2 separate regions of the Zea mays genome follow, and region 2 is linked to region 1. A link is a contact called in public Hi-C data. All regions are on one chromosome and are shown on one strand. Each heading gives the region's core, a stretch centred on a gene start, on an enhancer-like site or on the middle of the called end of the contact. The rest is flanking DNA. Distances are from core to core; before and after follow the strand shown.

What was found. Hi-C and Micro-C count contacts between places; a contact is called where the count stands out from the background.
Region 2: a contact with region 1 is called in a Hi-C map of leaf, with 6 times the contacts expected there. The contact joins the promoter of LOC100285244 here to the promoter of LOC100275046 in region 1. A contact is called at or near these places in 2 of 25 Hi-C or Micro-C datasets (leaf and tassel).

The regions. Positions count from the first base shown.
Region 1 is chr2:4,388,661-4,392,092 of Zm-B73-REFERENCE-NAM-5.0, forward strand. It overlaps LOC100275046, which reads left to right and starts at 1,677. Exons shown (of 2, transcript NM_001159434.2): 1 at 1,677-1,878. The coding sequence starts at 1,788. LOC103645817 (ribulose bisphosphate carboxylase/oxygenase activase 2, chloroplastic) reads left to right here. Exons shown (of 12, transcript NM_001364552.1): 11 at 247-339; 12 at 576-877. The coding sequence ends at 680.
Region 2 is chr2:4,136,864-4,140,295 of Zm-B73-REFERENCE-NAM-5.0, forward strand. LOC100285244 (protein kinase-like) reads left to right here and starts at 1,846. Exons shown (of 6, transcript NM_001413657.1): 1 at 1,846-2,124; 2 at 2,306-2,467; 3 at 2,597-3,432. The coding sequence starts at 2,457.

The DNA of each region.
Region 1 (3,432 bases), core at 427-2,926:
GTTTGTCAGGTAAATTGTTTGCCGTGGAAGCATATATAGCATCTGGGTCATGTTTGGCATGTAATGACTACATACATGACTAGAGCTAAATAAATCCTGAAAATATAGATGTGGGTGGTGGGCCTGTGTCAGGGTATTTAGTATGGAAAGGGAGGGGGTGCTTTTTTGCCCACTGCAACTTCCAAAAATGCCGTTCATATTCAGAGATAGCCTACGTCACATATCACCGTTTCCCTTGCACTGCAGTGGGTCGAAGAAATCGGTGGGCATGAACAGCTAAATGAGAAGCTTCTTAAGCGAAAGAAAGGCGAGGAGCTTCCAACGTTTATACCCCCAAAGGTATTCGATACTAAAGCAACACAGTCGTCGGTCTCTGCATATAGACTAGCCGCCTACTACCTCCAGTGAGGACAGCAAGACGTTCAGACAGACATTCAGGAAACAAGCTGGCCAGCAGCATGTCTCGCGTCTGAATCGGTCGTGCTCTTCTGACTGGAGGGAGTAGATGAGTTGCACAGATTAGACTGCTGCTAATTCCTTCGCCCGTCTTGATGTCATGTTTCTCCCTCGACCAGCCAACACTGGAAGCATTGATTGAGTCAGGGTACTCGCTGGTGAAGGAGCAGGAACTAATAATGAGCTCCAAGCTTTCAAAAGAGTATATGAAGAACTTAGAATAGTTTGATACACGAGAAGGGGTAACTTCTTGTTTTCAGTTTATTTGGAGCAATAATACACCATCCAATTTGTTCCAACATCCAACCACCGGAGTCGAATCGATGCTTCGATTGTCCCAGAAATCGTGGTGGGTTCAGATATGAACTGCTGAAAGGAACGCATATCGTCATTGTCCTTAATTACTCTCATCGTGCATTGCCAAAAAGTCTTTGGGTTGACTCGAAAGACTTGTGAGCTGTGCCACGGAGTGGCCCATGTATGTATGTATGTGGAGCGAGCGGAAGCGTCCAAAGAGCCTCATCAGTCCTCCTTCTGACACACAGTTTATACCTGCAAGATCGCTGATTATTTCTCGACATGCCATGCTGCCACGGCCTTGCGCTTGTGCAGGTTCACATCGCGATAGTCAATAGTACTGGAACAAGAAATCTGCAGAAATCCTATACCTGACTTAATTTGTTGCCACATCTGGGCCGGGGATGCGTGATCTAGGGGATTCTCAGCTCTCCTTGGCAATGGCATGAAAGGATCTGGTGGTACACTACCCTTTCATCTATTCGACCCAGATCAGACGTACTACACATGGAAACTAAACTAGTACTAGTAAATAATCTGGTGAGAAGAGAAGGTGATATGCGTGAGAGAGACCTTGATACCAGTTAATAAAGCTTTGCTTCGCTTTGCTTTGCTTGTGGGAAACCAATCCAACAGATACACGACGGCTAGCTAGTTTATCCTCCACGCGGGATTGCTTGCTTAATTAGCTTTTTTGATGATTTATTTGCGTGGCAGAGACGGTGAGCATGCATGCATGGCCGAGGGAGGGGGGAGCGTATTAGGAATGGGCGCCTGGCGCAGGGCCCGAGGCAACGTGTAGGGTATCCAACAGGGGTTAGGTGGCACTGGCAGCAGGCGGCGGCGGCGTCTCCTCCCCCTTTCTTCCTTCCTTTCTTTGTTGTACTACTACTACTTAAGCTCGCCGCTTCTGTTCACAGTCCATGTGATTGATTCTCTCCTGCTCCTTCTTTCTTCCATCTCTCCTGTCTCTCTTCTCTCTCTCTCTCTGTCTGTCTGTCTGGCAAAGGGCACTGACGGCCGCGGCGGTGTCGATGGAGTGGTGGCAGAAGGCGGTGGTGGTGCCGGTGAAGCGCGCGTGGATCGCCGCCGCCGCCCGGCTGACGACGCGACATAAGAAAGAAGGTAATATATCATGATCGCCGCCGCTGTTTGTACTATTATCCGTCCATTCCTCACTCACTCATTCATTCATCAAAACACCAGCATCCAAATAATTAAAGCTGCTGCTTCTTCTTGTTGTTCTTGTGTGTGTGAAACTGTGAATGTTGTAGTCTCTCCAACTGCATGCCTGCCTGCCTGCCTGCCTTGATTGGTTTATACTGATCGATTTCTTTTGTCTGCATGGCGAACAGTCAGTCATCAGTCCGTGATCCTGAACAATTCCTCACAATATGAATATATGTATAGATCCCGTCCGATCGGTCTCTAGCCTCGTTTTAGATTAGAGCCGCTGAACGCATCGTTTCAGTACTTAATCTAGACTAACCTTGTTGCAATCAATGTGTAAATGAAAACATTGTGATCGGTTATCTGTTCAGTTCTAGCCAGGTCGCCACCAAGCTAGTTTGCTTCTTCTCTGGCCGTCGTCAGACCAAACACGTGTCGCGCGTGCGGTTTGTATTGTATTAGCGGGGTGACGAGCTGACGGCGATCATCATGCGCGCGCGCACCGCACTCACATGCATGCACATCGATGAGTCATGCGTGGCCGTGTCGTTTTGCTCCCGTGCAAGAGGACAAAGCAGCGCGAGCTCTCATGGCGTGAGCAGCGGTCAGTGTGGCTTGGACACCGCACAACGCATGCATGGAAGTTTGCAGCTTTGCTTTTTTTTTCTTCTTGTTTCCGCGTGCACCAAGTAGGAGGAGTACAGAGTACTCCGTACGTACTACTATTGCAGTAGTAGGATAGGATGTTTTTTTGTTTCGATCGTGCGGCACGTGGCTGGATGTGAGGTGCATGCGGTTGCGGTGTCTCCAACTCGGCTGGTCTGTCGGCGAGTGCGTGCGTGCAGGATGCATGCATGTTTTAATTGTTTGTACCCTTGCTAGAGTCAAACTTTGAGGGAGTTTTTACTTGTATTTTATTACACGCACGCAAGCCGCATGCACACACAGCTATATCCATATATACATACACCTACTATTATCATTTACGTATTATAGAAATTACTATACGCGCATACACACACATCTATATATCCAATGGAAATAATGATACTTTAAATGAGATGTACTCCGGAAAGACTATTCATTGAAAATATTGTTTTTAATTATAACATGGTTTTTAGAATTATTAGACATAGAAACTATACGTCGCATGGTAAGGACATGTTTGGTTTGATCTCAATCCATATGGATACCTGGGATTGAGTAGGTTTAAATCTTGAGTAAGGCAAAAAAAATCTTTTTTATTTTTTTCTAATCTTATTCAAACTATATGGTACAAGAATAACCGAACAAAGACTAAGTGTATTCATTTTAATCCATAAAGACTTGTTTGGATACTCGGATTCATTTTAATCTAAGTGGATTATAACATAAATAAATTAGTTTAAGCTTACACTTCAATCCAATACACGTGTATTGATGTGAATACAATTAATAGTATCCAAACAAGGCCTAAGTTGGTAACTGCCCTCATCAGTCATCACATATGGTAGTAGTATATATAGCGGA
Region 2 (3,432 bases), core at 596-3,095, 250 kb before region 1:
ACTAAGACTAAGAGCCTGTTTGGAACTACCCAGTTTTTAAGAAACTGGTTTATAGAAATTGAGGTGGTTTCAAATATGTCAGTTCATGCTTCAGTTTGTAGAAATTGGATTTTCAGTTTCTTAAAACCAAGAAGCTGACCTTTTCTAGCTAAAAAATAAAACTGATTTTTTTAAAAAAATTGGATTGTTCTAAACAGGACCTAAGTTTTTTATAGAGCTAGACATGCTATTAGAGAAGGCAACGACTAATATACAAGCACATACTAGGTGCAAGCGTCCAAACAGACTTTTTTGTCCATTAGATTTAAATTCAATGGCAGATAAAATTATGGTTTGTTAGGGTTTTTTTTATAAAGCTACAATAGATGATGGTGGAAGGGTTTAAGTGCTAAATATGACATACCGTTGGATTTAGATCAAACAGAGTAAAATATCTAATCGCATGCTTACATCTAGTATCTGCTTGCATATTAGACGTTGTCGTTAGGAAATGCACATGCAATGATAATAAGGCGTCACTCAGCAAGATCTCGTAATAAGGCATCACTCAGCAAGATCTCGGGCATCCGCAAGAGGATTTCAGTGGGTGAACATGCTACTCAAGCGGTTCGGTCTACTATTATAATGTTTTTTTATTTATCTTTGTATATTGATCATCATAGCGAATCAGTATACACTCATTGCTTTGTGTTTACAGATCATTCGTCTCATGTGCAGAAATAATATTGAACTGATGTTTATTCACTCGAGGATAAATAACTTCTTCGGTATCAAAATATTAGTCGTCTTAGCCTTTGAATATCATGTCTATAGTCAAATAAATGGCATTGAATCTAGACATATATAAAACATATATATTAAGTATTGTATGAATTTATTAAAATGTTAAAACGACTAGTATTTTAAAATGGAGACAACAAGTGCAATACACCGGGTAACACAATGCTCTCTTTTCTCATTTTTTCCACCAAGTTTTTTTTGGAGCTTTGATGATGGATAAGTAGTTGCGGTATTCGCCATGGGGAGTTTGAGAAACCATAAGGGCAAGTTTAGAAGCAATGGAAGAAAAACCCTGGAAGGGAAAACCTACCACAAATAATTAAATGACTTATTCAAATGTCAGCCATGGCATTCCTCTAGCTGTGAAAAGACACAGATTCGAGAGAGATTTGAATTTCCAAACTAGCTCTAAGACTGTCTCCAACAGGTAGTGTAAAATAGGAGACAAGAGACTGTAAATGACATTGTTTGTAAAGTGAAGTTTGAAATATTGGATGAGATAAAGGATCTGCTGAAGATAACATAAAGGGATTTTATGGGTTAATACTGAAACTACCCCTGAGGGTATTATAATCTATATAAAAGCAACTATACTCCATCATAATAAAGATACGAGAAATAGTTCCCTATCTGTGTGGTGTGTTTCTCTATGTGCTTGGTTACTCATTTTGAGAGAGTTGGAAGTCCAAATCAATGATCTATGATGAGTATGTTATTCATCAAGACTATGCCACTCGCTCTATCCATAAACTTCATCTTTTTATTGTCTTCTGATGTCTACCACGATGATACGTAATAAATATAAATGGACTATCTGTATAAAATAATTCTAGTAGAGATGGTGCTTTGCTTTGGCGCGTGGATTAGCTTTTTTTCCGTGCGAGATAAGACTGGGATGGGCCGATATGGGCCCATTTATGGTCCACTTCGGGCGCTGCATGGAACGCGGCCAATTGGTGCCCGCTCACTCGAACGGTCGACACGCGGCGATATGACTGATTGGTTCTCGGCCGCGAACGGCCCACGCGAAGTGCATAAGCACAGGGCTGGCCCGGCCCGCGCTAGACCTCAAGTCCTCAAGGCAGGCGCATAGTTCTGTTTCAACCTCACAGCGTCGTGACGTCGTCCTCTGCTTCGCAAGCGCCCGAGCCGCGCGCCGCCGAACCCGCCGCCTCCTCCAGCCTCCGGGCACATCGGAGCACGCCAGCCAATCGCACCCCGACACGGCGGCACCGGAGGAACCCCTCCTTCTTGGTCGTAGCCTCCGTGGCCTCCCTCCCCTCACCCCTTCCGGTGTTGGATTGAGGGTGGAGCGGAGATCCGCCACGGCTTGATTGATCCCTGGTTAGTAAGGAACCCTAGCTTGCTTGGGTGGATTCTTCTGAGCGCGAATTCGATCCGGCGATGTGTTTTAAATGCTCTTTCCATTCTAATCAAAATATTACATTGCCAGCATCAGTTAGTAGGGGATTTTTCTGCTGCTAGTTCAGCGCTTATCTAATCCATATATCATTTGCCTGATCAGGCTCGTCCTCCTACGCAGGATCGATACACCATATAATTTGGGATTCTAAGGTCCCGGTGCAGCTTCTTCTCGCAGAAGTTTACGCCCTATGCCCCTCGCTAAGCCCACCCCTGTGATTCCGCCGTGACGCGTCATCCACGGGAGAAACGCCATGATGTCGAGGTCAGATTATTCGGCTCTTATTATCCTAATATAGAGTTTTGACGTTCTATATTTCTATGCTAGTTAGTGTGATGCCCTGGTGCAGTTTGCCCAATGCTGAAGTGTAAATTGCCCTCCTGTGACTCCCAGGTTTGCCCACTTGGGGAAGAGCAGAAAACTTGCTGAAACCCTTTTGGTTGCCTCAAAGCCCAATACTGCTGGTGGCCAAAACATTGCTTCAAGCTTTGCATTCGGCTTGGGTTATTCCAGCAGGGCCTTTTTGCACGGGAAGGTTCATAATGGTCCAAACACCTCCTACATGCTGGGAAGAGCAAATGATAGCTTACATTGGAGCACTGGTGTGAGGAAATTCTCAATTCTTTCATCTTGTAGCCAGAATGCATTTCAGAGTCAGCTTGCTTGGAAGCGACTTGTAGCACTGGGTTCTCGTGCACCAAAAGCATCTCCAATTTTTAGTAAGGTTGCTTGTGCCATTGGCTTGGCTGTGAGTAGGTCTAATATAGCCCCTTACCTTGTCGCTTTTATTGCGGGAGAGGTAATGCTAGCTCAGAAGACATCTGCAGATGGAGAATACTACCCAATACGTGAGAGAGCTCAGGATGGCCGTATTTACGTTACCTCTCTAATATATTCGGCAGTAGAATTGGTTATTATAATCTTCAGATCAATATATTTGGCATTGCTGTTCACTCCAAGTATACTGATGGCCCCATTTGCAGAGACTCTTGGCAGTAAGTATAGGAAAACATGGCTTCGACTTGTCCATCGTACTTTGGAGCTTGCAGGTCCTGCGTTTATCAAATGGGGCCAATGGGCTGCAACACGCCCTGATCTGTTTCCAAGTGACCTTTGTACTGAATTGTCAAAGCTGCACACAAAAGCACCAGCTCACAGCTTTACCTATACTAAGAAAACTGTTGAGAAAGCTTTTGGTCGAAAGCTATCAGACATTTTTGAAAATTTTG